2 separate regions of the Mus musculus genome follow, and region 2 is linked to region 1. A link is a contact called in public promoter capture Hi-C data. All regions are on one chromosome and are shown on one strand. Each heading gives the region's core, a stretch centred on a gene start, on an enhancer-like site or on the middle of the called end of the contact. The rest is flanking DNA. Distances are from core to core; before and after follow the strand shown. Region 1 has its middle 6.2 kb from the start of Pax2. Region 2 holds the start of Sec31b (Sec31 homolog B (S. cerevisiae)).

The links. Promoter capture Hi-C pulls out the DNA fragments that hold promoters and counts their contacts.
Region 2: a contact with region 1 is called in a promoter capture Hi-C map of liver, with 2.7 times the contacts expected there. The contact joins the promoter of Sec31b here to the enhancer-like site in region 1. A contact is called at or near these places in 7 of 39 promoter capture datasets (the SN4741 cell line, embryonic stem cells, liver and 3 more), 7 of 115 datasets of contacts at active chromatin or transcription factors (embryonic basal ganglia, embryonic forebrain, embryonic hindbrain and 4 more) and 2 of 9 other capture datasets (adipose tissue and pancreatic islet).

What each region holds. Positions count from the first base shown.
Region 1 is chr19:44,748,522-44,752,888 of GRCm38.p6, forward strand. It overlaps a transcript of Pax2 not described here. Among named protein-coding and RNA genes, the nearest start is that of Pax2, 6.2 kb to the right of the region's middle. RefSeq lists a promoter at 270-4,367, a cis regulatory region at 3,555-4,035 and an enhancer at 4,346-4,367. Within about 2 kb of position 2,415, at least 69 of the 459 cell types and tissues checked have an H3K27ac peak or open chromatin away from gene starts, as enhancers often do. A contact at or near this core is called in adipose tissue, liver and pancreatic cancer cells, where this site is marked.
Region 2 is chr19:44,543,881-44,548,247 of GRCm38.p6, forward strand. It overlaps Sec31b (Sec31 homolog B (S. cerevisiae)), which reads right to left and starts at 1,968. Exons shown (of 26, transcript NM_001033343.1): 1 at 1,908-1,968.

The DNA of each region.
Region 1 (4,367 bases), core at 1,165-3,664:
CAGAGAACAGAGAGAGGCAGTCCCTGTGATCCTGTCAGGGTTCTTATTCCAAGTTACAAGTGGGACACTAGAAGGTCCCTGGTGCTTCACACTTACCCTAGGCGCACCCAATGGGCTAGGAAAGTGGCTACAGCTTAGGCTTGCCGGGCATTTGCCTAAATGGGGAGAAGCTGCCGAACTAGGCGGGAGGCAGGAAATGTTGAAGAGGGAAAATGGCTATTTCTTTCGAGATATCCCCACTGCCAAGCCAAGCTGAAGTCCCCCTCCCTCCTGGCCGCATTATTATTATTATTATTATTATTATTATTATTATTATTACTCTTTCTCTCTTCCACTCTTCCCGATCCTCTGCCTCCAGTCTCTTCACCAAAGATTTGTCCGGCTGCTGCAAAGCTCCCTCAGTGCCCTGTGGCCCCCGTGTGGCTCCCCATGGATCTTTTGCAATCTGTCTGTTGAAACTGACAGTGACTTACAGAAGAACAGGGGAGCCAGCAAGCAAATCTGCCCGATGGCAGCACTAGCGGGAGCGCTCCAACCGGGTTTACGGGAGATGCGGGTTCTATTTGCTTTCCCTGGCCTGGTTCTGAGCAGCAACAGCAACAAACGTGGAAAGGGTAAAGAAAAGAGAAAGAAGGGTCAATGGGCACTAGGCAGTTGGGATCCTCAGCACCCAGGTATAAAACAGAGAGCCTCTCTCTTTCTCTGCCCTGTCCCGATCCCTATGAGGCCCAAAGTGGACTCCCAGATTCCCACTGAGTTCCCACGGTTTTGTGGTTGTGGTGGTGATGGGGTCGCTGTCTCCCTCAGAGATCTTCTTCCTGATCCATTCACTGGGTCTTCAGAGCCTGGGGGAAGACGCAGCCTGACATCTCCCTCCCTCCCTCCCTCTTTTGCTGGGACTTTTCACCCCGTTATTAATTGCTGTGTTGACCTGCAAGATTGATTGGCAGCCCTGCTGGAAGAGGCTGGGCAGCCTAGGCCGGCCTCAGAGCAGCCTGGGCTGAGGGCTGAGTGGGGAGGGGGAGGCGCTGGAAATGAGTCCGGGGCTTCTACCTCAGCCCAGCGTGGAACACAGCTGTTTGCCTAAACGTCACTGCTCAAAAAAAAAAAAAAAAAATCCCTTATAGCACTCAAACACATTCAGCCAAACACCTCACAAGAGATGCTCTGCCTCTAAAGACACTAGGAATTCTTCTAATTGATTTAGACATTGAAAGGGTTTTTCCTCCCTTCGTTAATCAGTTTCATCAATTTATTCGTTAGCCACGGGTCTATCTAGAGCTCATTGCCAGCCTAGACGTGGTAGGAGAACTCCCGAGTCTGAGCTCCCTTCTCTCTGAGCTTCACTTTGGGCTGCTTTTTCTCTTTAGGGACAGTGGCAGAAATGTAAGAGACAACCCTGGACACAGATGACCTTAAACTCTCAAACCAAATCATCCCTTTTCTGACCAAAGAAGGGAACTTAAAAAAAAAAAGAATGTTTCTGCTCCAGCAAAGTTGGAGGGAATAGGTGCTCTGGTTTGCAGGGAGCAGAAGGCAGAGGCTTGCAGCACCAAAAGCAGAAATCTAACCCGTAGCAGAGACCTTCCCTCCCCATCTCTTTCCACCAATCTGTCACCTCCAAGCTCACATACTTACAAGACCCCCACCCCCGGCAGCTGCTTCAACTCCGGACTAGAGCCCCCATCCTGACCCGAGGTCACAGAATGTGGGGCCAGATCCCCGGAGGGAGTCTAAGCAAGGCTTGGTGGCAGAGGCAGGCTGGTACAAACCTTGGTCTGCCTCACTCCCCCAAATCCTTTCCTAGGGCCTCCCCCGCCCCCAACTCAGCCTGCCCTTCTTGCCCCTGGGTCCTCTCTCCCCTCCTCTCCGGTCCTTTGTTTTCAGCCACCTTGCAGCCCTTCCCCAGCCTCGGTGGCCGTGCCCACAAGGCCTCCCTTGCCTCGCTGGCGGGTTTCGCTCTGCCTTACCGGCTCCCGGCTCAGGCGCGCTCCGCCTGCTCCTCACATCCACACAGCTGCGGCGAGAGGAGGAAGGGAGGGCGGCGCGCGGTTGGATCCGAGACAGTAGATTTGGTGTCTGTTCGCAACTCCGGGGAAACTCTGCCCTGGTGCTCCCGCCCCTCTCCAACTATTCCTCGCCGCAGCAGGGCCAAGAGCCCTCCTTCGCACACAGCCCCTTCCCTTGCCGAAGTGTTGGCCCTGTCTATTCAGCCGCTACCCCTAGCTTCCCCTCATCTGGAGTTATCCAGCACTCAGTTGCCTTTCAACTACCTCTTGCTACCTCCTGTCCCCTCCCTCTGCGGTCCCTGTAGTAGCTGTGGCGGTGGCGGGTGGCGCTGGGGACACCCCGGATCAGCCAGCACAGTCTCCCTCCACCACAGCCCGGTGAGCCGCGGGCTCCAGCAGGCTAAGAGGAAGTTAATCATTACTTCCCCACCAACACTCAGCCACCCTTGGACTCTCTCACCCAGGCTCAGAGGAGGAGGGGGCAGATGGCCCGGTGGAAACCGGCTTTGCCCAGCCAGCCTCAGCAGGCCTTCAAGGGACAGTTCTCTTTTCGGTGGTCTCAGCACCCACTTTGAGTCCTCGTTTTTCACCTCTTCTCCCCTCCCTCTGCCTCCTCTTAGGCTCTGCCCACTGTTTCATCTCTACTCGGTCTTTGGCAAGTTGACTGCAGGTTCTGGGAGGACCAACTCTCTTTGTTTGGAACCGGACAGAATGGGATTTCCTTCCCCAGCCTCTGCCAAAGGTTTTTTTTTTTTTTTTTTTTTTTTTTTTTTTTTTTTTTTTTTTTTTTTAAACGGTGTGGCCCATAGGGGACCGAGCCTCCGGTCCCAATTAACCCGATGGTTGGGGATGTGGGTGAGAAATTGAACTGATCTAGCGGTTATAGTAGACTTGGGGTGGGGGTGAGGGGGCGTTAAAGAAGTAGGATTGGAGGAGTGGCAAAAGAGATGAAGAAAAACCTGGATGGGTGTGGTATAGTCAAAAGGGAAGGGGCGGGAGTGTGGAAAGAAGTATTAGAGGAAGGAGAAGCAGTGGGGAAACCAGGGACATCTATGGGGTAGGAGTAGGAAGGAAAACACCCCCAGCCTGGCAGCCTGCAAGCTCGGGTTCCTCCCTTCCCTCTTTGTGGGGTCAGGTGTTCAGAAAGCTGGACTATTACACCTTCCTCTACTATAGAAATAACTGCCTTTCAAGGTGTCCACTGGTGGGCTCCATAGTGGACAAGTGTAATTATCCCCATTTTACAGGTGAGTAAACTGGGGTCTACAGAAGTAAAGAGACTATGCAGGCTGACTTCTCCTTCCTGTAGGCTGTAGGGTGAATGGTTGCTTTTAGCACTCTTTCATGAGTGCTCGGCGCTAGTACTATTCAGGTCTGAGCTAGGGGTCAGATTATCCATCCTGATTCTGGGGGTCTCCTTGATTCTTCCTCCCCCACCCCAGCTTTTCCTCTTTGGTCATAGTTCTCCACTCCTACTGTGTGAGCCTGTTGGCCATGTTTTGACTATTTTTTAACCCCCCCTCCCAGTTCAGTGGTCCACAGGCCGCCACCTGGCTGACCCGTGCCAGTATGAGGCCCCTTTGGTGGCCAAGTGGTTTGTATTGTCGTTGCTCCTCAAAGGGGCTGTGAAGGGCCGGAGAGGTTGCTAGGTCCTCTTATGAAGGAAAGCAGGGTTAAAGGGAGGAGGGGCCAGAAAGGATAAAGGCTCAGCACGTGCGCGCCGCCTCATCAGGACCAACCGACCAGGCGGGCGGGGCCAGCTGGCAGTCAGGACCCCCGGGATTCTTGTGGGGTGTCCAAATATTGGGAACAAAGGCGGGAAAAGAAGAGAGCGGGAGGGAGGGAGAAAGGGAGAGCGCGAGGAAGCAGAAATTAGGGGGTCTTAGATGAAAAAAAAAGTAGCTTTAGGGAGAATGTGCTGTGGAGTGTGAAATTGCAGCCCACGGTGCTCCATATTGTACCAGAAGCTCTTCCAAAAAAAAAAAAAATCCTCCAATGTGACCAGAAAGCGGGCTAGGCAGGGGGAGGGGTGCGGGAGGGGCCTGGCGGGAACCGGCCAGGCGGGGCAGGAGAGGGGCCTTGGAGCGGTCACCTACTGCCAGGGACCTGGACACCTAGGGTACGCCCTCCAAGGGCCCACTCGGAGTGCAAATGGCCCGGGGATATGCGACCTAGAGTTTGATTGTAAGAACTTTTTTCTTTGCTTTTTTGTTGGTGGAGATGGTGAGTTACAAACGGAAATGATGCTGAGCTGCTGAGCAGCTTCTCAGCCTTCGCTTTCTCCCTCTTTCGATCCTGCTTTCCTTTCCTTAGGACCAGTTTTGTTTTGTTTTCATGTCCCTTCATTCTAAACACCCC
Region 2 (4,367 bases), core at 718-3,217, 210 kb before region 1:
AGAGATGGTCTCTCTTCTCTACAAGATGAAGTAGTCCAGCAAAAAACAGAATGAGAAAAACAAGCTCATCTGACAGTTCGCTTACCCAATGGCTAAAACTGATTATCTAAACTCCCAAGGTCTTTAATCAACATTGGTTACTACAGTTCTACCGACAATAACCATCAAACTAGGTAATTTCTCAGTGACGTTGCCTGATTCCCTTGGTTTTAAATATTGTATCTGTGCCAGGGAACCCTGTATTTATGTCATTGACACACATCTGTCCTCTGAGTACCAATTCCCAAGGGAAATGGATAATTAAATATTTCTAGCTATAATGTACATCTATGATCCAAGCATTCAAGAGGCTGAGGCATTAGAATCATAAGTTCAGGCAAGCCTGGCGTGGACTACATACAAAGTAAGAACTTATCTTAATATATTTAAAATTATAACATTCATAGATATGTGTGTGTGTTGCCTGCATGTATGTCTGTGTACCACACGGGTACCTAATGCCTTCAGAGGCCAGAAGAGAGTGTTGGAGCCCCTGGAACTGGAGCTACAGATGGCTGTGAGCTACAATGTGAGCGCCCCGGGAACCCAGCGGGTGCTCTTACCAACAGAGCCATCTTTTCAGACCCTTTCCTTTTGCGGGAGGGGGCGCATGGTCTCCCGTAGCCCAGACTGGCCTCAAACTTGCTAGGTAACTGAGAATGATCGTCCTGTCTCTACTTGGCAAGTGTGAAGCCCCCACACCGCATTCATTTTAACTCTGTGATTTCCACTTCTAATGTATACTCAAGGTCTCATCCTCACGGGCCAGCGAAAGGGCTGAAAGGTAAAGAAGGACACTTAGAACTATTTGTGACCTGCTTGAGCAACCCAGTCAGGTCAGCCTCACCTATAAAAGCAGGCGATAATAGTACTTAATCTCTATTGTACTTTCCAGCTTGAAAAAAGCTTGGGGCTGTCAGTTAAGCTTGTTTCTGGGAGCTTCTAAACTCCTGAAGCTCCGCTTTATCAGTGACCAGCGAACTACACTATTTCGTCACCAGTGCCACCTGCTGGTCAGAACCATCCTGTACAGAAGCGCAGCGACCAGCAACAGCGCATTTGCCAGGCACAACTAGAAATTTCTATAAATTGTTACTTTGTTTTACATAGAAAACAGCCGGCTAAGCCGCAATGTAAACCCCGTGCTTTTAACCATTATATTAATTTAAGCAAAGCTTTCATGACGTGCTTAAACCATTGACAGAAGGACGGGAGAAATGCTTTTTTTTTTTTTTTTTTTTTTTGGTTTTTTTCGAGACAGGGTTTCTCTTTATAGCCCTGGCTGTCCTGGAACTCACTTTGTAGACCAGGCTGGCCTCGAACTCAGAAATCCGTCTGCTTCTGCCTCCCGAGTGCTGGGATTAAAGGCGTGCGCCACCACGCCCGGCTGAGAAATGCTCTTTTCATCCACTTTGCTCTGAGGCATCATTTTATAAGAAAAACCCTCGTTAGGATCAGAACAGCCAGAGCAGTGGCGGGCTGATAGGGTCGGGGAACCACTATCAGGGAGGACGACCCTTGGCAGTCCAGTCCTTAGGGAGAAGGTCAACACGGCTTCTCGCCTGCTGACTGCCATACAAGGCGCTTGACGGTCAGTTACCACTGGCCAGGGCACCGCGACAGTGTGCAGGCTGAGGGCCCGGTCAAGTCAAGGCTTGGGGGGCAGTCGGAGGCGCGCGCAGCGCTGCTGGACCTCGGCGGGGTTGGGGACACTGTGTGGCAAGGGGAGCGGGACCGGGTCCAGCTGGGGGGATTCGTACTGGTGCTCCAGAGGCGTGGCAGCCCGGGTGTGGTCAAGGCGAGCTCCCCGGCGTCCTCCCGTGGGAGGAGCGGTGCTCCGGGACCCCAGACCCGCAGGGGAAACCCACCTGTTCCGAGCGCCCAGGTCAGGGGTCACAGGCGACCGCCTGGGCCGGTCCTGTCCCAACCAAGGGCGCACCGCGCTGCGGACGGCGGCTGCCGAGGGCCAAAAGTCAATTTGCCCTGGCCACAGCTGGCGACCCACTCCCTCTGCTCGCCTAGCTGAGCTCCTCAACACTAATCTGCACCGAGAGCGATAGCGCAGAGGTTTCCCAGCAGGGCCTGCCTCACTTGCCCTGGGATTGCACAGTTCTAGCCCCCACACCAGTACATGCTAGTCTATTCTATTTGAGTCAGGCTCCTGTGTATAGAAAGGGAAAACACTAATTCAATTTATTATGTAGTTATTAAAGTGAGGGAAGCCCATGAGCTCTCAGTGTGATCTATTTAGCTAAAAAGCAATCGAGGTTGTAAATAGTAGTGGTGCACACTGGAGCCTACTAGTAGAGGGTGTCCACAAACTGATTAACGGCTGTGTGTGGAAAAAGAGACAACTGTGAACCAGGCACTTCATGGAAGATTTCAGGCACATGACATGGGCATTACTCCTTGGAGCTGAAAGAACACTAGGTGATATTTCAGCAAAAAGGGGGGCCAAAGCAGCTAATGGGCATGCTGGCATTTCCCATACAGTAAGTCAAAGAGACTGATCAAGAACAAGTACTGATAGATAAATTGTGGAATACCAATTAATTCTGCGGTTAACAGGGAATTACTGAAAATTATTGGGTCAGAGGCACTAGTGGCAATTGTATTTTGTATCTGGCAGTATGGATCCCTTTGGAGAAAAAAGAGAGGAAGGCAGGGACCCAATTACAAGAGGAATAGAGCAGCCCAGGGACCGGTGAAGAAAGTCAGGATTAATACTGGTGACTGAAGGAGAGCTGCCCTGGCTCTCCTGACTGAGAAAGGAAAGGATTCAAGACAGCCGGGGCCCAAGAGCAAGGGAGACCCGGTGTCGCTGATAACAGAGTTAAAACCTTGAGGCAGAGGAAAAGAGAATGTGAAGATATCACAGATGCTTTTCAAGTTGAGATAACTGTGGAGGTAATTGTGGCAGGTGAAGATGCCCAAGTTGGTTCAAAAGTGCCACTTGATGCATGGTGAGTTCTACCCGGGTCACCTCTGAAACTGGGGTGCCCATTATCTGATGGGCAGTTCTGAAACCAGATAGACACCCATGTGTGGCACCATCTGTGCCAGGACCATTCTTGCTACAACTAAACATTTAACTTTTTTTTTTTTTTAAGTGTCCTATCACAGGTGAGCCGGTGATGGGGGTGGAGTTGGGGAGTGAACAAGGTCTGAGCCTTAGGAACTAGAGGTGTGGATTGGCTGAGAGTGCTTGCTTGCCCTAAGGCTTGAAACCCTGGTTTTATTTCCCAGCACTAGAGAAACCAGTAGTCGTGGTGGCTTCAGGGTGGAGGGTCAAAAGTTCAAGGTCATCTTCAGGTACCCAAGCTACCCAGCAAGTTCAAGGGCACCCAGGGCTACAGGAGATTCTCTCTCTTCCTCTCTCTCTCTCTCTCTCTCTCTCTCTCACACACACACACACACACACACACACACACACAGCTGAACCTTGGAAAGTACTCCCAAATTAGGGAATAAAGCAGAAGTACCAACCACACTGATGGAGCATCACAAAAGAAATCGCACTAAAGTCCTAAGGTTCAAGTCCCAGCACCCACATTGCAGCTTCTAACTGCCTAACTCCAGTCCCAGAATATCCAACATCATTTCCTGGTGGCACACAGCCATATACATTCATATAAATAAATAAATATTTAAGAATGAGATGATTAAAGAGTATATCTTTGTAAAAAAAACTTCTTAAAATGACATTTATTCTGTGTGCAAGTGTGGATGCACACACACTATATATAGCACATGTGCAAAGGTCAGAGGACACCTTGAAGTAATGGATTTTCTCCTCCAACCATGTAGGGCCTAAAGATTGATATCAGGTGTTCACCACATATCTTTACCAACTGAGCCATCTCAGCAGCCCGCAATAAATCTAAGAATTCTTCAAAAAGTAACGTTTTCAGTTCCACTCCCTAATTTTGCACTTTTTAACTGCCCAGATAATCCACTAATGGAGCCCATATCTAAGTTGAATGATGTGATGGTCTGAATAAGAATGGCTCCCAAAGGCTCGTATACCTGAATGCTTGGTCACCAGGGAGTGGGACTCTTTGAAAGGGTTAGAAGGTAAGGAAGCATGTTCGTGTTGGAGGATGTATGTCAATGGGGGTGGGGTTTAAGATCAAAAGCCCATGGCAGGCCCAGTCAGACTCTTATCCATCCGTCCTCCCTACCCACTCACAACCCAGATCAGGATGCAGCTCTCAACTACATCTCCATCATCATGCCTACAATGCTTGCCACCATGCTGATAATGGACCAAGCTTTTAAAACTGTAAGCACACCCCCAATGAACTGTTCCTGAGTTGTTACGGTCATGG